Linked DNA regions of Mus musculus: all the other regions are linked to region 1. Evidence: chromatin contacts called from public promoter capture Hi-C data. All regions are on one chromosome and are shown on one strand. The core of a region is the stretch at or near the end of the contact, and the rest is flanking DNA. Distances in the headings are between cores, read along the strand shown. Region 1 holds the start of Zfp185 (zinc finger protein 185). Region 2 holds the start of Fam3a (family with sequence similarity 3, member A). Region 3 holds the start of Ubl4a (ubiquitin-like 4A). Region 4 holds the start of Atp6ap1 (ATPase, H+ transporting, lysosomal accessory protein 1). Region 5 holds the start of Mecp2 (methyl CpG binding protein 2). Region 6 holds the start of Irak1 (interleukin-1 receptor-associated kinase 1).

What was found. Promoter capture Hi-C pulls out the DNA fragments that hold promoters and counts their contacts.
Region 2: a promoter capture Hi-C map of second pharyngeal arch cranial neural crest shows a contact between it and region 1. The contact joins the promoter of Fam3a here to the promoter of Zfp185 in region 1. A contact is called at or near these places in 3 of 39 promoter capture datasets (hippocampal neurons, liver and second pharyngeal arch cranial neural crest).
Region 3: a promoter capture Hi-C map of hippocampal neurons shows a contact between it and region 1, with 4 times the contacts expected there. The contact joins the promoter of Ubl4a here to the promoter of Zfp185 in region 1. A contact is called at or near these places in 3 of 39 promoter capture datasets (hippocampal neurons, liver and pre-B cells).
Region 4: a promoter capture Hi-C map of second pharyngeal arch cranial neural crest shows a contact between it and region 1. The contact joins the promoter of Atp6ap1 here to the promoter of Zfp185 in region 1. A contact is called at or near these places in 3 of 39 promoter capture datasets (cranial neural crest, hippocampal neurons and second pharyngeal arch cranial neural crest).
Region 5: a promoter capture Hi-C map of hippocampal neurons shows a contact between it and region 1, with 3 times the contacts expected there. The contact joins the promoter of Mecp2 here to the promoter of Zfp185 in region 1. A contact is called at or near these places in 2 of 39 promoter capture datasets (cranial neural crest and hippocampal neurons).
Region 6: a contact with region 1 is called in a promoter capture Hi-C map of hippocampal neurons, with 3 times the contacts expected there. The contact joins the promoter of Irak1 here to the promoter of Zfp185 in region 1. A contact is called at or near these places in 6 of 39 promoter capture datasets (the SN4741 cell line, cranial neural crest, hippocampal neurons and 2 more), 1 of 115 datasets of contacts at active chromatin or transcription factors (large pre-B cells) and 1 of 9 other capture datasets (liver).

The regions. Positions count from the first base shown.
Region 1 is chrX:72,985,237-72,988,994 of GRCm38.p6, forward strand. Zfp185 (zinc finger protein 185) reads left to right here and starts at 2,103. Exons shown (of 19, transcript NM_009549.3): 1 at 2,103-2,283.
Region 2 is chrX:74,391,398-74,395,155 of GRCm38.p6, forward strand. It overlaps Fam3a (family with sequence similarity 3, member A), which reads right to left and starts at 1,877. Exons shown (of 9, transcript NM_025473.4): 1 at 1,278-1,877. The coding sequence starts at 1,290. It also overlaps a transcript of Ikbkg not described here.
Region 3 is chrX:74,366,968-74,370,725 of GRCm38.p6, forward strand. Ubl4a (ubiquitin-like 4A) reads right to left here and starts at 1,581. Exons shown (of 4, transcript NM_145405.2): 1 at 1,449-1,581; 2 at 1,186-1,291; 3 at 734-942; 4 at 1-619. The coding sequence starts at 1,496. The coding sequence ends at 509. Gm44504 (predicted readthrough transcript (NMD candidate), 44504) reads right to left here. Exons shown (of 6, transcript NR_103489.1): 4 at 1,449-1,791; 5 at 1,186-1,291; 6 at 480-619. It overlaps Slc10a3 (solute carrier family 10 (sodium/bile acid cotransporter family), member 3), which reads right to left. Exons shown (of 3, transcript NM_145406.2): 3 at 2,250-3,758. The coding sequence ends at 2,484.
Region 4 is chrX:74,295,051-74,298,808 of GRCm38.p6, forward strand. It overlaps Atp6ap1 (ATPase, H+ transporting, lysosomal accessory protein 1), which reads left to right and starts at 2,047. Exons shown (of 10, transcript NM_018794.4): 1 at 2,047-2,271; 2 at 2,573-2,699. The coding sequence starts at 2,129. It also overlaps a transcript of Taz not described here.
Region 5 is chrX:74,084,077-74,087,834 of GRCm38.p6, forward strand. It overlaps Mecp2 (methyl CpG binding protein 2), which reads right to left and starts at 1,614. Exons shown (of 4, transcript NM_010788.4): 1 at 1,434-1,614.
Region 6 is chrX:74,022,043-74,025,800 of GRCm38.p6, forward strand. It overlaps Irak1 (interleukin-1 receptor-associated kinase 1), which reads right to left and starts at 1,879. Exons shown (of 15, transcript NM_001177973.1): 1 at 1,568-1,879; 2 at 1,324-1,491; 3 at 1,024-1,155; 4 at 807-910; 5 at 431-622; 6 at 143-207. The coding sequence starts at 1,703. Mir5132 (microRNA 5132) reads right to left here and starts at 1,556; the gene lies at 1,486-1,556. It overlaps Mir718 (microRNA 718), which reads right to left and starts at 1,894; the gene lies at 1,807-1,894.

The sequences.
Region 1 (3,758 bases), core at 853-3,352:
GCTCCCATCTGTCTTGGGCAGAGCCTGAGTCACTTTGGACAAGAAAAGAGCTTGAGGTCTGGTGTAGCTCTTAATGGCCAGCTACATTATTGGATACCACTCTTGCTCATGCTGTACAGCTGGCCCACCTGATTCAAGGCTCTGCAACAGAGCTTTCTCTTTTCTGGAGGGCCTTGGGAGACAACTGCTACCACCTACTCCCTCCCACCCATGGTGTATCACTTTGTGTTTTACATTCTGCCTCTTTTGGGGCTAGGTCCAAAAGAGTCTTATGATCCATCCAGTTAGTATGTTTGGGAGCTAGGATGTCAAGCCAAATGGAAGGCCATCAGTAGCTTTTGTCGGGGAAGAAGAAGCATTAGATGCTGGCCACTGGTCTGGGGCTAACAGAATTGGAAGGAGAAAAACACCTGTTGGCAGGAGACAAAGATTAACCACTCCCCCAGAACACACAAGGCACTTCCTTTCTGTCTGATAAACCCACAGAGAAAAGAACCCTCCTTTCAGAGTTGTTCTATCTCTTCCTTCTGCAAATGTCCCAGATCCTCTGGGCTGGTCTCTGTGATCCAGAGATAATCAGACAGGGCGCCAACATCCCAGAGCTCACCACTGAGAATAAAGGGTTATACACTGTCATCCGAGGGAATGGGAGAGTGAGTGCACAGAAGGAAGTGGTCAACTTGACTAGGTGGCAGGCAGGAGAGGATGACATCTAAAGATTGGGTGAGTTCAGTGGCAAGGGATATAGGAAGGGTACTGCAGAGAGTATGAGTGCAGGAACAAAGGTCTGAGGTATGAGGGCACAGAAGTAGTCAGAAGACATGGGGAAGCCGGGGAGATTACAGTGGAGTGCTGGGGTGGCTGGTCTTACAGACAGAGGTTGAACACAGTCAAACATTAGGCCTTCTAAAAGCATCTGCTTTCATTCCAACAACAACCAGAAGCTGTAGGAAAGCGCTCTAAGCAGCTAGCATCTGGTCATATACCCAGTGAAGCTGCATGCATACTGTGTGATGGCTGAAATGGGAAGGGCGATAAGTCACAGGAAAACACGACAGTGAGTAGATTTGAGGGCCACTGCTGTAAAATTGGCAACAGGACTTTAATCTTTCTTTTTTCCTTTTTTTTCTTTTCTTTCCTTTCCTTTCTTCTTCCTTCCTTCCTTCCTTCCTTTTTTTCTTTCTTTCTTTCCTTCTTTCTTTCTTTCTTTCTTCCTTCCTTCCTTCCTTTTATCTTTTCTTTTTCTTTCTTTTGTAGTCTATCATTTTGATCATTTTTTGTGCACACTGGCTTAACTCTCTCCTCTATTGAAAGGACTTCTCTGACCTCACAGTGAGGGTTAGGAGCCTTTGTTGGATGTTCGACACCCCTACTACATTCTCACACTTCGTGCCTTTCACACATTACATATCCAAAAACTGTGAATGAATGTCATTTATTAAACCGAATGTGTGTGTCTTCCGACATGCCCTGAGAGGTAGTCCTGTTTTGCCTACCTGCCGGCTCCAAAAATGACCTTCCAGGGTACAAGTTTTCCCAGGCGCCAGACAGAAGTTTCTTGCTCACTTTTTTCTCCTATGCCTGACTTCCTGCATGATCTCAGCCATCAGTCCGCACCCCCCTGCCCCCAAGCCTGGTCCTTTCCCCGCCCCTGTCTGGGATCTCCATCTGTAAAATGGATCTAGGCACAGTAGTTCTCGACAGAACTGACCCGCCAGCATCTGTGGAAGTCGTTGGCCCAGAGCCTGGCCAGATCTCGCCGGGCGCAGGCAGGGACGCCACTAGTCAGCGAGGGCCCTTCATGTGGTGGAGTCCTCCTGGCCCCAGGGCTGGGAGCCCAGAGGAATTAGCCTGGAAGTTTTCCATAGCGGCAAAACTTTTTGGAGCTCGCTCTGAGCTGGGTGAGGGGAGCCCCAGCCTTGATTTCTCCAGCAGCTCCATTGGGCGGAGCAGGGAAGGGGTGGGAGGACCGAGGACACCGGCTGGAGAATGTGCGGAATGTGCCAGGCGCATCTACCTACCCCAGGAGAGGGCAGAGGAAGGGGGCCGGCCGAGGGGAGGGGCGAGGGGCGAGGCTCCCAGCAGCCGGAGAAAACCTGTTTGTTCTCGGGCGGGCGGAGCCCAGTCCGTGCCTCTTCGTTGCCCCGCGCGCTTCCCACTGCGTACCGCTTCCCGCGCCCGCTGACGCGGCCCGGCTGGGTTCAGTGCTGCCCACCCGAGGGAGCCCGCGCACCACGCCTGTCCGACCCTCTGCCCGTCACACAAGCCGGGCACCTGTACCAGGTAGGGTTGTTGAGTCGCCGTCCTAAAGAAGTGGCTCGACCACCGGGAGGCTACAAGGAGCACCCAGTTCGTGTCCTCCTGGACACAAGCCAGGGCCTCAGTTTCCCTACCAATAATTCATACTCGCTCCAAGCATCCCTCTTCGGAATCCCGTCAGGGAGGCAGTGCCCTCGGTTTCTGCTTTTCACCGCGAGTGAAGAGACAGGCAACGTTCCTCAGAGTGTCCAACAAAAGCAGGTGGCTCTCTGGCTGGTCTAGTCCCTCTGACCTACTCATTTGTGGATGAGACCGATTGTTAGTAGACTGCCAGCGGGGATGGGGCAGGGTGAGCCTAGAATTGGTGTGTTGCAAGCATCACAGAATTCCACATCCTTAGTAAAATGTGCCCATTTTATAGATGAGGAAACTGAGGTACAGAGGCAAGCTTACTCAATAATCCCCTCACTGGCCTGGAGCCCAGAGCAAAGGGACTTAATGGTGGTTTGTGATAGACATGTACTGGTCACTGGGCGACCTCAGGGCTGGGAAGGGAGCTGCTCATACTCAGACAGAAGGCGCCGAATCAAGTGTCACTGTGGTGTTATCAGCGGGATCTGCTGTGCACAGTCTCTGTAACTGGATTGTTTGTGTGGGAGCAGGGGAGAGCCAATAGCCTCATCCTCTTTGCAACTGCTTAGTGATAGCTTGGCCTCTGAGAAAGGTTGGAAACGCAGATCCTCCTGTCGGCCATGCCACTTCCTTCTGTACTGTGGCACCTGGCAGCTCCACTGAGTAAAAGGAGAAGCCTATCAGGCCCACCTTCCCCTCCAAGGCTGTGGAGTCTATAAAGTATGTTGGGAGTTGTGTTCTCCACAAGCCATTGGTACTGACTCTTGACATTAAGGTAGGTGGTGACACCTGCTCTTGGTCTTGTCTTGCTCTCATGGTTCTTTGGATTTCTAGTCATGGGCAGGAAGCAGGTTTCCACAGGCTGATAAACCTGAATAATGGTGAGGGGCTCTGAACTGGAGAGCTGCAGTAGGAAGCTTATGAAGTTCTTATTTTCCCATGGCCTCAACTGGCTCTTCTGCACAAACAGTGCCAGTTTGGGTGGGTGCCAACAGATCTCCAGGGTACAGGTACAACTTACTGGAGGCCTTTCGAGAATGTGCTGTCCATCGCCTTCAGCCCACTCACTACAAGATTGGAAGGAACAGAACCATCCCATCAATTATCAGTGCTGACCGAGGCTGTGCACTCAGTGGAGCAGAACTGATAGAAGGTGCCTAGGTCAAAGCTAAGTACACAGCAGATGCTCAAAATCTGTTCCTTTTCCTCCTCTGGGCACTCATGAGTCAGTGACAAACATGGCTCATGACCACAGAGGGTGCTGCAGCTTTGAAGGTGAAAAGTGTTAGCCTGGATCATGGATGCAACCCAAGATGGAAAGATTAGGAAGGCTCCCTGGAGGAGGGAACCTTTGAAAGTTGAGCAGG
Region 2 (3,758 bases), core at 627-3,126, 1.4 Mb after region 1:
ACCTCAGCATCTTGCCTCTGAAATTATCAGAATATTTACAGTTCACCCATCTGCTTTGCCTTTCCTCTTGTTCTGTTGGAAGCTCTATACTCCTTGTAAAGACCAGTCCTTCTACCTGCTTCAGGATCCATCAAGATATCTCCTGTCTCAGATACATTGTGCTAAGACTTCTTTCTATCTCACTTTCTCTCATATTATCAACAGGTCCTAACTTAGTAAGATAAAGATGAAACAGAGCTCCTGAAAGAAAAATCTCATTCTTTGATTCTTCATCTTCCTCTTCTCCACCAAACTCTTTAAAAATTTATATTCTGGCTTGGGATATAGCTCTGTGGTAGAGCATTTGCTCAGCATGCATAAGACCCTGGTTTCCATCCCCCAGCATACACATAAAAGTCATCTACATTGTGATTTCTATTACCTCACTCCCCAACTCTCTCCCAAAATTCTTCCAATCTAGTCGTGCTCCCATAACACCAACTAAATAACCTTCCAAACAAGACCACCTATGACTTTTATGATGTCACATTTCTGATTGTCTGACTGCTCTTTCTTGACACTTCACTACTAGATTCCAGGACAGTACTGTCTCCTGACCCCATTCTCTGGGACTCCCTTTGTTGGTTAGATTGTGTTCCATTACTCTCTCCTCAAAAGGTGTTCTTTTCCAGGCTGCCTTCTCCCATCTTCATACTGTATGGGAGATTTCACCATGCAGCAATGACACCTTACACCTCCAGCCCAGATCTGTCTTGAACTCATATCCTCCCAGCCAGTTCCTTAATGTCCAATTTGGACTTATCCACAAAGCTGCTACTTTACCAGTTTTCAAATTCTACTCTCACCCCAAACAGTCCCTCCAAGGCACATTCATGTTTGTAGTCCAGCTGACAGCAGAGCTACCACTTAGATCATACCCAACCTCAAAGGCACCTAAGTCAGTTCTCTTCTGGCTACATCTCTCTATCTCTACTATCCACTCCTCTCCATCCATTCAATCTCTGGAGATTTTATATATATATATATATATATATATCCTTAACTTATATATATTGATTATATATATTATCAACATCTATCTATATCTATCTCTCTATATAAAATCAATCCTTATAGTTTGGGAAGCTGAAGTCCTCAGAGGTGAATTTGCTCATAAAATGAGTGCTTGTGCACAGTCATCCATTAATAAATAAACAAACCAGTGACCACCCAGGCCTCTCCTAACACAGGCACTAGGACACCTGGCCTCTCTTCAGTTCGCTGTGGAAGCCACCCACCTGCCAACCTCATGTCCACTTCTCCAGCTGGGTTGAGATCTCCCGCAGGTGCACTGTTTGGGAACTGTGGGTTCTGGGGGGAATGAAACAGGAGAGAGTAGGTTTGGGGGTGGGGGCAGTGGCAAGTCTGTGCTGGGAGCGATCGGTGTTATGACTTGTTCCTCCAAACACCAGTCCAGGCTCAGTTCCTCGTGAGTGCTGGGAGAAGTCCTGCCTGGCCAGGAGAGCCTTAGGAATCCGTTGCGCCTCACAGTCTGGCTAACAGACTCCAGGACTGGAGCGTAGCAATGATTCTTCTCCACCCGGATCCCTCCGGTGCTAGGCCCGGGGCTCAGGTCGATCCGCTCGAGGCTGGTGGCAGAGATTGGGCGGGCCAAGGATGTTGTCTGGGTGTAGGGAGAAGCAGACCGGATCAGGGAGTTACCCAGTTGTCTCGCTCTGCCGGCTAGGTGAAGCAAGTGAGTCACGTAGAAAAGCTTATCAGGCACGACAATGGCCGCCCGCAGAAGGCCACAGCCCACAGGCGTCGCTCCGCCATAGGCCCATAGGCTGTGCTGTAGGTCCGCAGGTCCTCACGGAGGCTCCACCTCCAGACCGGCCTCCTCCCTCTCCTCCAGAGGCTGGGTGGGAGGTGCCGAGTGTGGCTGTGCACTCCTCTTGTGCTAAAGCTGAGCCGCCTAGCTTCCTACAGTGTCACTGCTTCAAGATGAAATCTCCTTCTAGACTTTGAGGTACTATACACTTTACAGTTCATGTTTGCTTAACTCTATGTAACCCAGGCTGTTCTCAAACTTGGAGCGATTCACCTGCTTCAGGCTCTCAAATGTTGGAATTACGGGCATAAAACACCAGAGCCCCCATTCCCACTTCCTCCACACGTCCTCTTAGGTGAGCGATCTATTTCTATATTTGATGAGCTGAAGCTCCGATTGTGACTTGATATCAGAGCTTTCATGGCTCATAAGAGGATGGATGCGGGGACACAGATAATGACTTAAGGTTGATATGTGTTCTTTAAGAGCATGGACGGTTCAGAAGCACATGCGGAGGTAAACCTGAGCCTTTGGTTGCTTTCTTTCTGCTTAGTGTTCTTTCGTGAGAGCGTTCTGTTTTATGTATCAATCAGTGAAGGGATGTTTGGAACATTGCTCCTGACCCTCATGTTTGAGCCTTTTCCCCTGACCGCCTACAGTGCCAGGGCAGCTGGGCCAGTCCTTTTAAGCTGGATCTATCTGTGTCTCAGGCAGCTGCATTCCTGTCCTTTGACCCAATGGTCTTACTTACAGGAACTCCACCCCACTTCCATAATGCTCCAAAATACAGAAAAGTTTACAGAAGCACTGTTTTGGTTAGATGATAGCGTTTTCAATTTGGTTACACTTGTAATCTCAGCACTTGGAAAGTGGAGACGGGAGAGGAGGATAAAGGGTTTAAAGCATCCTCGGCCACTTAGCAACTTTGAGGTCAGCCTTAGCTGCATGAAACCTGTCTCAGGGAATCTGATGTCTTATTCTGACCATCTCAGGCGCCAGGCATGCATGTGGTACACGTACCACATGTGGTACATGTAGGGAAACCACTTATATAAAAAAAATAAAATTTCAAAAATTGTAGGAAGCTGGAGAGATGACTCAGTGGTTAAGGGCACATACTGTTCTTGCAGGATACCCGGGCTGGATTCCTTACACTCACATAAGGCAGCTCACAACCGCTTCAGGGGATCTGGCACCTCTCTGATCTCTTCCTCCTCTTCCTCCTCCTCCTCCTCCACACACACACACAAATAATAATTAATTTTTAAAATAAAACATTAAGTAAAGATAAAATAGTAACAGCAACAACAACAAAATGAATATTAAAAAAAAAAGAATACAGTAGTTTCCATATTGACTGAGTACTTCCTCATAGGCACTCTCCAATGCTTGTGGTCAAGGGCATCTGTAGACCAGGCTGGCCTCAAATGTACAGAATGATGGAATTAAATGCCTTCTGAATGATGGAATTAAAGGCGTATGCTAACACACCCAGTCCTGCTACATATTTTTTGAGATGGGAATTTCGTATATTCTTTAACTCACTATGTTTCCAAGGATGTCCTTGGACCTCTTGCTTATACCTACTTAGTTCTGGGATTATAGGTGGAGATCCAGGTCTTTTATGACTCATGGGACAAACTTTCAGTCTATTTTCTCCAGGACTTTGTGTGTGTGTGTTCTGAAAATTAAATTTATGGCTTTTGACATACATATGCCTTATGGCTGACACAAAACCTCAGCCCTTTATCATTTAAAATGGACAATTAAAGCTAGGGATGGTGGCACATGCCTTTAATCCCAGTATTCTGGAGACAGGGGCAGGTGAATCTCTGTGAGTTTGAGGCTAGCCTGGTCTACAGAGTGAGTTCTAGGACAACCAGGGCTACATAGAAAAACCCTGTCTTGGAAAAAATACAATTAAATGGTTAAATTATATTCACATATA
Region 3 (3,758 bases), core at 331-2,830, 1.4 Mb after region 1:
CTGGGGTATCTTTCTGATCCTCCAGCCCCTTAACCTGCTTGTTATTCAAGAGCACACTGGCTGCAGCAGTGGAGGGGCCCTGGATAGCTAACACTTGGCCTCCTATAGAGATTTGCCAAGGGACACACCAGAGGGCAGGTGACAGGAACTAGTGGTTTCCTGAGGGAGTCTTTTGAGGGTGTATGCTGAGTGGGCTAAATGGGAATACTAAGACCCATCTCTGAAAACAGCACACTCTTTCTCCTACAGAGGCACTTCTATAGGCTGGCTAGACTTGGACCCTGTCTGTCCCAAGCCATTGCTAGGTGTCTCTACAGTGCAGCCTCAACTTTGCTGTGGGAGGCAGAAGAGAACTCAGGCCATGTACTTTGAGTACCTAGCACCTAGCAAGAGCTGGATACATACCAGCTATTATTATCACTATGAGCCAAACTGCGACATGAGAACACATTTAATGCAACATGCAGCTGTGGCCTGACCTGGGATTTCTCCCCACAATCCCAGAATGCTATTTGCAGAACCCTTTTTCCATAGCCTCAGTCACTTCAGGGTGTAGAAAGCGGCTGGCCAAACGTTCGATGTCATCCAGTGTTAGGCGGCTCAAGGACCTGTCATAATCCTGAGGAGAGAAGACCGAGTGTATTCAGAGAGGCCAGTGGGGAAGGCGTATGCTGCATTAGGTAGGGGACGGGTAGAAACATTAAGAATGGAGGGCCAGCATTACTCTTCTCACCCTCTGTAGTTGTTCCAGGACCCTGCTGGCATCTGCTACACTGAAGTGACGGGCCAGGACTTTGGAGATCAGCTGCCAGATGGGGGTGGCTGGGGAGTCGACCAGTCTGTGGGCAGACCCTTCTTCCAGTAGCACCTTCTCCAAAGGCTTAACAACTAGGTTGAGCTTAGAATTGGGCCCAATGTTGTAATCTGACAGTCGTTTTTCATCTGCCAAAGAGAGATTGGTGTGGTTCCTTCCTCACTGATGTGGAGGTGGCTGGGAAGCAATCCTGCCACAGACAGCCAGAGTGAAGCACTGCAGCATCTGGCTATGGGGTGGTGGGGTGGTGATGGCTCAGCTACTTTTCTGAGGTCCAGTGGCAGCCAGTGCCCCGATCCACTACACTGGCCTGTACATCCCGTCCCCCAGCTTTCTGTAAAGCTCCCTGGATGGCTCCTTTCCCTGATTACCTGCTAGGGCCTTGCCCTTGAACAGCAGACGTTGCTGGCGCACAGGGACATTCAGCTTATCCGAGACCAGGTGCTTCAGTGTAGACACTAGCTCGTCCTCCGCCACCTGATCCGGCCGAGGTGGAGAGGCAAGGGCTCAGCCCGAATTCCCTGGGCGGTGAAGCCCTCGCACCCCCTCCTGAGGTCAGCTCTCCCGGCCTCCCCCACCCGCCCTCGGCCCCCAGCGGCAGGAGTGAGTGCAGCAGCCTGCGGGGTGACTTTACCTGTAGGCTACATTCCCGGCCCTGGAGCGCCTTCACGGTCAGCTGCATGGTGTCCACGGCCCAGTCCACTACGGCCAACGCAAACACCAACGGTCCCCTGCCGCGCGCCGCCGCCCCGGAACCGCCCGCCGCCGCCGGAAGCCGTGAAAGGGGCGCGCCCGCCTCGTGGCTCCCGCCTGCGCATTCTTCAGTCCCGCCTCCCGGCCTTCGCTTCTGCCCCGGCCGTGCCTTGGGTAGAGTCCACCACCTGGGCTTAATGGCGCGGGGACGTGGGGATGCCCCGCCCACTGGGATCCAAGTGAGGTACCTGTGGGGCCAGGCTTGCTTAGTCTGGGAGCTGTGGCTTGAAAGGAAGGACCAGAATGTCAGCCTCACTCCAGGCCCGGCCTGTGCTAATTCCCACCCTGCTGGTGGACCAAGTCAATGCAAACACGTGGTGGTGTCTCTCAGATACAGAAATGGTCCAGTCCTGCCTGTCATAGCTTAATGGCTTTCTACTTCCTTTCTAGTCTGGCTGCAAAAATATCCTGACTGAAGCTCGGAAGTAGTGCTCTCTTCACTCCTTATAGTGCAGAGGTCTGCCCTGTTAGGTAGGGCTGTTAGAGCAAAGCCTTTGTAGATCTGAGGATACAGCTCAAAGGTACATGTCTACCATGTGCAAAACAGAGTGAGGAGGAGAAAGTGGGTTCTGTGCAGGGTCACCAAGCTGGTTCACTGTTCTGGCCCATATCCGCCCAGACACACTCTTCTTACCCCAATCCACAGGCTCCAAGGGACAGACTGGAAGGGACCCGAGCTTGCTTTTGTTTTTTTGGTTTTTTTTTATTGAAATATATTTCTGGGCAATACCCAACTATCTAACTCAGCATGGCCTCTTTGGCACTGAAAGCTGGGGCGAAAAGGAGTAAAAAAATAAGCCTGGATTTGTCTTGAGTGCATAGTGCATGAGAACTAAAGGCCTTTGGTACGGTACACAAGAACTGTGGGAAGAGAGGAGTATGGGGGCTGGAAGTTATAAAACTTGATCCAGAGGGCTCAGGGAACAGGAAACAAGATGCTATAGATGAACTGGCCAATAACCAAAGCCAACATCTCGGAGGTACCACTCAGTGCCACAATGAAAGGGGCCTGAGAGGCATAGTCTGCTTGAAGGCGGCGCAGAGACAGCTGTAGCATGGCTAAGGCTAGCAGGCTGTTTTGCACCCCTACCTCAATGCTGACTGTTCGTCGCTGAGCCACTGGCAGCTTCAGGCAGATGGCCAGGCTGTAGCCCACCAAGAGGCCAACAAGAGGCACTGTGAAACCCACCAGTACAATGGGTAACCTGACTCCCACTAGGATGAAGACCCCCATGTGGTAGGCCAGGAACAGGCCACCCAGGAGAAGTATAAAGCTGAAGGGCTTGATGACCTGTAACAGTAGTTCAGAGAACTTGGGGAGCTTAGATTTGATCACCACACCCGCTGCTATGGGGATGGCGATAAACAGCAGGGTCCCCAATATCTTGGAGATGGGCACGTGGAGTGTTTCATGGATGCTGAGAAGGTAGCTGTAGATGGCTGATGAGAGTGGTAGGAAACCAGTGGCAGCTACTGTTGAGATGAAAGTCATGGAGATGGCCAGGGTGACATCTCCTCCAAGGAGGAGACTGAAGAGGTAGCTCCCTCCACCACCAGGTGATGAGCAGGTAATGATGAGGCCCAGAGCTAAGGCCTTGGGTAGCATGAAGACTTTGGCCATCAGGAAAGCATAGAAAGGCATGACCAGAAACTGGCCCAAGAGGCCCAACAGCATGGGTTGGGGGCTCTGTAGGAGCTCCTTCAAAACTTCAAGTTCCACTTTGCAACCAAATGAACACTTGTTGACAAAGATAAGAGGCAGAAGCAAGTAGAGTATTGGGTTCTCTGAGAAGTGGCCCAAGTTGGTGTTGAGAGCAGAAGGGAGGTCTTCAGCAGGTGACACCCTGATGCAGAAATCTCTCCGTTCTTCGATCAGCAGGGGTGGGGCCTCATAGAAATCCATGAGCTGGAGGTGGAGTGGGGCCAGCCCAGCTAGACCTGAGTGGATGCCTACCACAAAGCCACCTCCACTGCTCCAGGTTATGGCACTCACATTCTTAATGGTCAGCACCTCTGTGTCCAGGGATATAACCTTAAGTATGGGGCTGGGGCCTGTCCCATTGGTCTGTCCAGTGTATTGGCTAGAGATCACAATGATACCCTCACTCTTCTCAGGGAAATCAAATTCTGTCACTGAGCCATCCCCAATACTCAAATAGTGACCACTTGTGTGGCCCAGAGCAGTGCTGAT
Region 4 (3,758 bases), core at 797-3,296, 1.3 Mb after region 1:
ATAATGACCAGTCATCAGGTTATGGCTCATCCTTCCATATTGTGACATTAACCATCAGTGTGAGTTTATTATAAACTGATTACATGTTCAAACACCCTGTTTCCAAATTAAGATGCATGTACAACTTTGTGGGGGGCATGAATTTGGGTCAAACACTAATTAAACAATACATATTTAAACAATACACTGTAAATACACTGTAAAAATCATACATCAGTTAGAGTAGTAGTTCAGTTGTTTTACCACAATTAAAAAAAATGTTTATTTCATGTGCCTTGGTGTTTTATCCACTTGTGTGAGGGTGTCAAATCCTCTGGAACTGGAATTACCAACAGTTGGGAGCTGCCATGTGGGTGCTGGGAATTGAACCTAGGCCCTCTGGAAGAGCAGCTGATGCTCTTAACCCCTGAAGTAGCTCAGTTATATAATTTACGATTGGCACACAAGAGACTCTACGCTCAATTCCCAGTACCAACAACACAAAGCAAAAAGATAAAAAAAATTTGTACATACCACTGCCTAGATTCTGTTTTAGAAACTTAGCATATGTGTTTTATCATACACCTATCTTTGTAGCTTGACATTAGTTCAGTTCCTCCTAAATCAGTGTTTTTCAGTGCTGCAATCCTTTAATACAGTTCCTTATATTGTGTTGACCCCAACCATAAAATTATTTATCATTGCTACATTATTTTAATTTAATTTTTGCTAGTTATGACAGTTGATATGCAACTCCTGTGAAAGAGTCGTTTGACCCTGAAGGGGTCGTGACCCATAGGTTGAGAATCACTACCTTAGGTTAATCAGCATATATGTTAGGAGAGTTAAAGATTTAGTTGTAGTATTTCTTGAACTTATTTGTAAAGATAATCAACAAGACTAATAAAAATGGCACAGAAAGTGAGTTCCAGGACAGCCAGGGCTACACAGAAAAACCCTGTCTCAAAAAACAAAACAAACAAAAAACAAAACAAAAAAAAAACAAACCAAAACAAAGCAAAAATGGCACAGAATCCGAGCAGTGGTGGCGCACACCTTTAGTCCCAGCACTTGGGAGGCAGAGGCAGGAGGATTTCTGAGTTTGAGGCCAGCCTGGTCTACAGTGTGAGTTCCAGGACAGCCAGGGCTACACAGAGAAACCCTGTCTCGAACTCCCCCCACCCCCAGCCAAAAAGACCAGAAACAAAAACAAAAACAAAAAAATGGCACAGAAGTGTAGGCAGGTTTGGTGGCTCACTGCTGTAATCCTAGCACTTGATTCAAGGTTGAGGTTTACATAGTGATTTTGTTCAGACCACAACCCTGTTTCAAAACAAAACCAACCAACCAAACAACAAAATCCAGAAAAGTCTCTACATGTGTTTGTGCTGGCAACTTCCATTTTCTGACTCTAGCTGTCAGTTCTTCCTCTAGTGCAAATCACAAGGAAGGATAATCCCTTTGGAGTCCCCCCCTAATTTACAGTGGGATTGCCCTTGTCTGTTGGCAAGTGATGCTTAGTAAAAAGAAACAGTGTTTTGCTCTGACAGATTTTGCCTGCCTTTTAAGTGCCAAATGACACTGACATTGTTACTTATGTTGTCCATCAGACTCGGCTGCCAGAAGGGAGGGTTCCCTCGTCCCCCCTGTTCTGATACTACATCTGTTCTCTTCTCTAGACTGTCCTCCATCCTGCCCATTTTAACACCTGGCTGGCGTTCCCCTGATGGTGTGGTGGAGGTGGACCCTTTTTTTCATTCAAAGGGAGTGCATTTTCTCTTTTATACCAGAGGGAGGGTCTATCTTTAGGAAAAAGACTCCAGTATCGCGATTTTAAGCAAAAAGGACAAAAACAGAAAAAGGCAAATACAGCATGAGACGCTGTAGAATCAACCCGACTGGCTGAACCAAGTAGCAGCCTGTAGCGCTCGATCCCGCCTCCTTTCTCATAAGGAGCGTGCGCGACTGGAAACACGTACAGCCAACCAGCGAAAAGGAGTGGTCATGAGTGCCACTCACTTGGCCCAATCACAGACGAGTATGTGAGAGGGCCCCTCCCAGATCGTTGAGGGCGGGGCTTGGGCGGAGGTGCCGGTCATCTGATCTGCAGTGGCTTCAGAGGCCCAGGCACTCACTGAAAGCTGAGGCTATGATGGCGGCAACAGTGGTATCTCGGATACGGACGGGGACAGGGCGGGCTCCAGTCATGTGGCTGTCTCTGTCGTTGGTGGCAGTGGCAGCAGCAGTGGCCACGGAGCAGCAGGTGCCACTGGTACTGTGGTCGAGTGACCGGTGAGCGGGCAGGGACAGGCCTGGTTGGGCTGGCCGGCTTGGCTGAGTTGAATCGGGCCAGGTTGGGTTTGGGAGTGCCATGCGGTGCGCCGCGGTGGATGAGTCGCCTTTGCTGAACTCCAGGGCTGTCCTTGGCCAGAGGCTTCGAGGCCCAGATGGAGATTGTCTTTTATTCAGGGACTCGCTTCATGACGGCGAGCGTTCAGATCTCAGGGCCTTGCATGTGAAGCCAGGAGCCGATAGGGTTAGGATCTCAAGCAACGAAATCAGGTCTGACAGTCCCTATTCTGTCCACTTCCAGGAATCTGTGGGCTCCTGTGGCCGACACACATGAGGGTCATATCACCAGCGATATGCAGCTTTCTACCTACTTAGACCCTGCCCTGGAGCTGGGTCCCCGTAATGTACTGCTGTTCCTACAGGACAAGGTGAGTCTGTTCTAGCTTGCTATGTCTTTGTCCAAGGAAAGCTGACCCCACCCCACCCCTACTGCCCGTTCCATAGGTGAAGCTGTAGTGACCTCCTTCCACCTGTAGGCAGGTGTGGCTAGATTTTTGGAAAGATATGTAGGAGAAGCTTCAGTGGGAACAGTAGACCCACAGAAACAGCAGGGACTTGATTTAAGGAAGCAAGGGATTAACTGGGCAGTGGTGGCACACTCTTTCAATCCCAGCACTTGGGAGGCAGAGGCAGGCGGATTTCTGAGTTTGATGCCAGCCTGGTCTACAGAGTGAGTTCCAGGACAGCCAGGGCTACACAGAGAAACCCTGTCTCGAAAAACCAAAAAGAAAAAAAAAAGGAAGCAATGGATTAAAGACCAGATACCTACCTAGTACTAAGCATTACTTTCTGATGTCCTATACTGTGGTGGAAATTACTACTCAGTTTCACAGATGAGAAGACTCATTTTGGGATAAGATCAGTGACTTGCCCAAGGTTTCATTTCATTCATTCATATATATATATATATATATATATATATATATATATATATATGTAGTATATATATATATATAATAGCTAATGGTTGGCAGTAATAGGAATAACTGGAAAATGACCTTTTATTTAGTCTGGTATGTGCATTCTATTCAACTGATATCATTATCTTGTTTTAACTGCTAAGGAAAGTAATGTTGAAGAGGTAAAATGAATTGCTGAATTGTGATTTGCACAATACACTACTTCCAGCCTGAGGGTATCAGACCTGTCCTTCAGTTTTGTGCTGAGCCAGCATTCTATTTTCCTTTCACTCCAGAGGTCTGCACCTAGAGCAGGAGTATGAACTATGAGAAGGTTCTAATGTAGCATAAGATTATTGTTCAAGAGGATGTCAAGTCTCTGCTTGTCCCTTCCTCCATAGTAGCCTGACTAGCTCTTTCTGTTCTTGCTTTCCTTCAGTTCCTGTGTCGGTGGTAGTAATTGTGCTGGTTGATAGTCCTTTCAGAAGATGGTAAATAACAGGTCAGACCAGAACTCAGTCCTATCAT
Region 5 (3,758 bases), core at 364-2,863, 1.1 Mb after region 1:
CATCAACCACCCTGTATTTGAGCCTACTGCCTCACTGTAATGATTCCAAACAGTGGAGTCAACATGCAAATGACTCAACAGAGCCCATTTGTGTTCCTGGAAAATTAACCAAGAGTACATATCTGCCTGACTATGAGTCAGGAATATCAAATTTGTGGTGGAGCCCATTTTTGTTTTGATCAACCTATACCCGAACATACAAGGAACCAGCATAGAGGTATCCCCTAACAAGCTTTGCCCTTCAGGGGTCCATACTGAACAATGTCATACCAGGGTCTCTCTTGTGAGAGGGAATCTTTTTTAGACTCCATGATGACTTTAAACCTTTAGTGCAAAACCTCAGAAACATTGCCACTGCCACATAAAAGTCACCTGTGTTTTATTTTCAGTGATTCAGCCATAACCAAACTAAAAAGAGAATGAACTTTCAAAGATAAGTGACAGGAGTCACAGCGATGCGATGATCTCGCCCCATTTGGTACTGGCGATCCTGAGCGCTCCAGGACGAAGAGAGCCCGTTACATACAACGTCCCATTCCACTTATGTAACTGGATGATCGCTGGCGAAGGGAGGGGAGGGAGGGTGGGAAGACGCTCATATTCCGAAGCCACAGCACAGCATCCCCAAAGAACCAGAGCACCCTGCGGGCATGGTCTCACGGAAGAGCTTCGAGTGCTGAGGAACGCACAGTCCCTTGCCCACGGTTCCTGATGAGAACTACAACCATCTCTTTATGATGAGTTGTGGGACCTAGGAACATAATGTCTAGTCCTTTTTGTGGGTGGACAATAACCCTCAACTTGTTCCTGCCAAGTGGGGAATGGAGCTGATGGACCGACTCGCTTGCAGTGGGGGCAAAAAGTCACGGAATGGGAGAGGAGGAGGAGGGAGCAAAACCCAGAGATGGGGGTAAGAGCTCAGGAGCCCTTGTGGCGCACTCTCCCAACGGGAGATGGACTGCGCACGCGCGCCAGTCTGTGTGTGTGAGGGGGGAGCAAGTAACGGGAGTGGGGGCGCGCGAGGGAGAAGGGGACAGCGCGATCCAGGGAGAGGCCGGGACCGCGGGCGCGCGACAGTGCCGAGGCCCAAAGCCCCAAGAAGGGCAGGAGCGCGCGCAGCCCCAACTGGCGAAGCCCAGACGACAAGGGCGCTTGCACAGCTGGGGCCTAGGATGCGCACAGATGGGGCGGGCAGCGGGAGGGCGTCATTCGAAGGTGGCTCCAGGGAGATCGCGCTGAGAACCGTCGCTCGCGATTGCGGGAGACGAGTGGAGAAAGCCACCACCGGCGGCAGAGGGAGGGGGAGGGTAGAGAGGAGGGACGCCATCCGCCAGCCGTGTCGCCCGACCCCGCGGGCCCCTCCCGCGCCACGTCCCGCCCCTACCCGCCCCCCAGCAAGGGTCCCCGCCCGCGGCCTTGGCGGTCCCACTCACAGTCTCTCCTCCTCGCCTCCTCCTCCTCCTCCGCTCGGCGCGGCGGCGGCGGCGGCGGTGGCGGCAGCGGCGGCCATTTTCCGGACGGGTTTTACCACAGCCCTCTCTCCGAGAGGAGGGAGCGCGCGCGCAACCGATGCCGGGACCCCGCACGGCAGACGTCGCGCCCCGCCCTCCCGACCAGCCTGTGTGCTGCTGCACCTGCGCGCCCGCGCCCCACCCCTTGCTCTTTGTCGAGATTACCCTTCATTGGTTGTGGAGCCCAGGCTGGGGCGGAGCCTTAGCGGTGACGCCCTCAATTGGCAGGAGTTCCTGTCTGTTTAGGCAGGGAAAAGAGGCGGACCCCATTCAGCTGCGGATTGGTGGAGTTCTACTGTCACTTGGAAAAAAGAGGCGGCTAGGGCACAGAGGGGCTGGTTTTGTGGGCAGCATTTGAATGTTGAGGATTAACTGGGCCCTTGTGGACTCTGGCGCTTAAGGAAGTCTAGGCTCTTGGCGCCTATTAGAGCCTCCCTGCTGAGTAGTTCACCATTGTGATAAGCATTTGACTTCACCAGCATTTCTTTATTATCATTTTCTGTAGAAGTAGCAAAGTTGCCTGTTGAGGAGCCTGGCGTTGTTCCAAGCCAAGGGACTTGTTTTAAAGGGTCTACTGATTGTATTATTACACTAAATTAGCAGATGTCGCACTCTTAAGGCTGACAGTAAAATCAACATATCAAACCTTGGTCTTTGCAGACGTTTATAATGGGCAGATGGTGTGTGCCAAGCCCATAAGAGATCGGTCTGTCATTGTTGAATCAGATGGTTTGATGGAAGTACGTATAAAAGGGAGTGAGGCCAGAGGGAGCATTGTCAAAGCAGCCTTACCCTGATACCAGTCAGCATCCAATGCTCTTTGTGCTAAACAAATGCTCAACAAGAGACTTTCTTTCTTTGTTTGTTTTTTAAACACTATGCAACAAGAGACTTTCTGATTCAAATTTGGCTCCCCTCTCTATTCATTTATTTGCTAGGCACTGTTTTAGTACTGAACAAGGAGACAAACTAGACTCCTGGTAAGGAAGAGTCATACTAAACATACAAGAAAGTAGAACTTAAAATTTTGCACAGAGATAAAGACTTTGAAATAGATAGGGCAAGGACAAAAGAAGTGCTATTATGATACCCTCTAGCTTTTGCCCTCATGTCGTCTCCCAATATGGGTAATTGGGGAAAACATTCTAGGCAAGTTTAAACACTCTAAGGAAGGACTATGCCTGCCTTACTAAGGAGGCCAGTGTGACTGGAGAGAGACCTAGGCCACCAAAAGAACTAGGAGATTATTTTGAGATGAGAAGCCCTTGATAAATATTTGAGTCACTAGCTGTCACCATAAAACCTATGTTGCCAGTGAAGAATGAAGAACTGGCTGGTCCAGAGGTCCTGGCAGCAGTTGAAGAAAGATAGATGATGAAGGCTTTAACCAGGACAGTAGCAGTTGAAATCTGATAAGTTGTGATAGTTAAGATTTATGTTAAAAATTGAGCCAAAAGTATTGGATATCAGATGGAAAGAAAGAAAAAAAATAAGGATGATGGCTGACTTTGGGACAGGATCACCTAAGTGAATATCTTACTACAGTGGGGGAAATCTAGAGGATTTCCCATATGGCCATTCTAAACCATTTGTAATTCTAGTCTCAGGGAATCCTGTGCCCTCTTCTGACCACAGTGAGCACCAGGCAAAACACTTATACACATAAAATACTAAGATAGAAATGTAAAAAACAAGTGGGTAAGAGTGGTAGTGTGTGTGTGTGTGTGTGTGTGTGTGTGTGTGTATGTTGGGGTGTGAGAATACAGGTATTTGCATATACAGAGAATAGGATCTGAACTTGGGTCCTCTGCAAGAGCAACAAGCCATCTCTCCAGCCACACCTTCAGGCTGAGTTTTATTCCACGAATGCAAGGATGGTTTAAAATTAGAAATCAATTATAATTTTAAGAACAGATCATGTGAGTATCCCAATACATGCAGGAAAAAGCATTTAATAAAATTCAATACCTACATATGATTTTAAAAACACCTTAAAGAACTATAATTAGAATGTCCTTAATCTGATCAAAATGTCTATAAAGCTGTAGAGGAAACATGATATTTAATTGAGAACAAAGCAAGAAACAGCAAGATCTACAGTGCAATATCATTCACAAAAATAAAGTACATCATTTTCCTACCTTGTGAAATTTTGGGAAGAAAATCTTAAGTTCCTTAAATTAGATAAAAGAGATTTAAATGACATATTTTATACTTGCACTAAAAAAAAAAAATAGAAAAAAAGGC
Region 6 (3,758 bases), core at 629-3,128, 1.0 Mb after region 1:
ACTTGATGTTCCCTCACCCATGCCAGGCCAGGCCTTGAGGGCCCAAGGGAGCCAGATCTTGTGTTGTGCAGTCCTAAAGACTGATGAGGCCGTGGTGTGGCTCACCTTGTGCCCCTAGACAGGAGGGACCCCCAAGGCTCACCTTGATAGCTGTTCCACCTCTGTTAAGAAGCTCTGTTTCACCATAGTCCACTCTAGGTCAGCTTCCTGTAGCCCCAGGCATGGTGGGGTAAGAGGTAGGGAAAGTAGGTGACATGAGCCAAGCTTGCCAGTTGTTTCCAGGCCCAAATCTATGGAAGGCTTGGGGTCCTTGAAGGAATTGCTTGGGGAGGCTGGAGACTGCAGAAGTGAGGGGCTGATGGAGGGAGGAACTAGACAAATAAGGACTGATAGATTGTCTTCCAGGTGTCTACCCCAATGTTACACCTACCTCCTTCAGTCTCTTCACAGCATATGTAGTATTTCTCATGACTGCTCGGTACACACATCCAAAACCACCCTCTCCAATCCTGAGTTCTTCAGAGAAGTTGCAGGTGCCTTGGGAAATCTCACAGAAGGGCCAGCAAAACGGGGAGGGATGGGCTCTTTGGAGGCCAGACACTGGGCTCTCTGGGCTTGACTGCTGGAAGAGACCATGGACCAGGCGAGGACCCTATCTATTCCCTTTGGTCCAGGTTGAAAGCTCCCTTCAACACTAGTTGTCTCTCAGATGACCTGGCTGTGCTGATTTGGGCTCTGTGGTACACCAAAGGTTAAGTTTCTTCCTCTTTGTCTGGAAAATTCCCTGGGGGTTAAGAGACACCTACCTTGGTGGAGGAAGGGGCTGAAGATGGTAGTGGTGGCCCGAGGGAAACAGGGAGTGGAACCTGGAGGAGCTCTGACTCAGAATGGGTCTGGGAGCCTGGAAAAGCTTCATAAAGATGGCAGTGAGAGGCAGAGACCAGCAGCAGTCTACAGCCATGTCAGCAGTCATGGTGGCCTTTTCCTCAGGCATATCAAGCCCAACACCCGGGTTCTTTTTACCTGGGGAGAGGAAGGTGGAGGCAGAGGACTGCAATTTCCGGGGGCTCCAGTCCCCGGCCTCAGAGCCTGCAGAGATGCTGCTGGGCCTTGGGGCAGCGGTGCTTGGGGGCACAACGGGGGCAGGAGGGTGCCCTGGGATAACAAGGAAGGAAAGGAGGGTTGTGACTCAGAGCTCTCTATCTCTAAGTGAAGGGGTGGGGGGGGGGGAGTTCCCATATGGTTCCCTGTCTCAGGAAACTCTGTACCCGTCACCCCTCTTGGGTTCCCATCCCTAGGGTCCCTGGGGCTATGCTCGCTCACAGGCTGTGATGATGTCCCTCGCACGCAGCAGCTGCAGGTGCGTGAGGATGTGAACGAGGTCAGCTACGCGCGCGTTGCGGTTGATCCAGGGCCACAGAACACTGGCTGTGCGCTGCTCGGAGCGCTCGCACAGCCGCAGCTCTGTCTGGTCGCGCACGATCAAGGCCGCTGCGGGATGGGGAACATCAGGCTTCAGCTCCAGAAGCCTGAGTCCACCACCCCACGCCGGCCTGCCGTCACCCACCGAACTGGCACCAGTCGGCGGGCTCCAGGGCGTCCATCACTTTGTAGAAGCGGCACATAACCCAGGGTGGCACCTCGTACAAGAAGTGCTGGGCGCCTGGAACCACAGGCTCCCCGGGGCCCGGCCCCCCGGCCATGGCCGCCGCCGCCGCCCCCGGGCCGAGGCCTCTCGGGGCCTCGGCGGGCGCGGGCCTTAGCGGGCCGGGTCCGCGGACACTGACTCACTTCCCCTTCAGGCCGGCCTCGTGCGACACCCGGCCGGGCGGAAGAGGCGGCGCTCGACCCGCCGCCATCTTGCCCTCCGCGGCCTTCCGCCACACGGGGGCGTCCCGCGCCGCCCTTGACGCGGGGAAGGAGCTCTGCTACGTAGGAGGGAGTCCCTAATGGGAGAACCGAGGTCTGTGGTCCTACACAAACATCTGAATAGGGCTGAACAGGATGAAGAATGACTTCCAGTTCTAGAGACAAAGGGCACGATGTTTTTACACGATGTTCTACAAAGGCAGTTTATGCCAAGCCTGGTGAAAGTCACGGAGAGGCTACCCTCGCTTTAGTTGGGGAGCAGTTTGAGAGCCAGCCAAATTGTTGGTCAGTCAGGGTTAAATATGGGTAACAAAATGGCCCTCTGGCAGACTGTAGTCATTTGGTGATAAGGATGGATGCCCTGAGAATGGTCTGGAAGAGTGTATACCATGCTACTGCTTGTGTGCTAGATCTCCATGCCCCCACCACGCCCCCAGGAACCTTCCAGCAGCTGGGCCAGCAAGTGTTAGATCACAGAATCTGCCTGTGCAGGATTCTAATTAGCTTTCCAACTAACACATTTATGTCTCTTAACATACACATGGTGTTCGGCTCTAAATGTCCCTTTCCTTTTTCTGTCACACTTTTATCTTAGTTTGCACTTCTCTCCATAAGGATAGTAGGGTCTAGCAGCTTCTCCTACCCCTTTCTAGAGTAGTTGTTGGTGATACCACCTGTTGTGACCTTTAGCCACATGAATGAGTGTCTCTTGCCTATTCCTCTACTGTTCTCCATTCAGGGTTTTCTTTGGCCTTTTTGGTCACTATGACACACATCTCAGCGCACACTACTTTCTCATTATGCTCTCTGAAGTCCTCTTCATATGAGTGCACTACTCTTAGCATTAGCCATTGCCACTCACCTGCACAGACTGTATGGCTTGGATAGTGCTCCCTGCTCAGGTGGTCTTCCTCAAGTACAAATCACTAAAGCCCAGCTCTTTAAAAGAGCTGTTAGGAAGATGGCATAGCCAGCCTCTGTCCACCCACCTGAACTTATATACACCAACAGCCTTAAGCCAGATAGAACTCTTTAGATGTTGGGCTTGGTGGTACACCCCTTTAATTCCTGCACCCAGAAAACAAAGGCAAGTGAATCTCTGTGAATTTGAGGTTAGCATGGTTTAAGTTCCAGGTCAGCCAGGGATACAAAGTGCAACCCTACCTCAGATCAAGACCAAACCTGAAAAAAACAAACAAACAAAAAACAAAACAAACAAAAAACCCAAACCCTGTTTAGTAGGTGTCCTGAAAAGAACTTATTCTGTTCTGAAATTGAGTTTGCATATACACCCCTGCTGTAGCCATTCCTGATAAGATTGAACATAAACAGCTGTGGGGAAAACTTCCTAAACCCAGCTCCTCTCTTGAACACACCTTGAGCTTGCTGGAGTTCTGTACCTCTAAACTTTTCTCACTTCTCACTGCCCAGGGATGATCCACAGGCAGCAACTTGGTATTCCTTGTTTGGCCAGCTGAAAGCATGCTTGTAAAGCGGCAGCTTTCTTCTCCTGACCAGTTTCCCCAACAAACACTTTTTGTCATATCAATCCTAACTACAAAGGGTTCTCTCTCACTAGCCTGACCTCTAAGGAACTTATAGTATGTCTTCAGAAAGGTCTACACAAGATCCATGGCTGGCTCCCACTGGGGCCTCTTCTTTGAAGCCACAGTAATTGTGGCCACTCTCAAGATGAGGTCAAACTAGATGTGGTGGTGCATACCTGTAATCCCAGAACTCTAGAATCAGAGGTAGGAAGATAACTAAAATTTCAAGGGCAGCTTGGTTTACAATGCATAGTTCCAGGTCAGCCAGAGCTACACAGTGAGACCTTATTATAAAACAAAGCTTGGCATGGTGGCTCATATCTGTAATTCCAGCACTTGGGA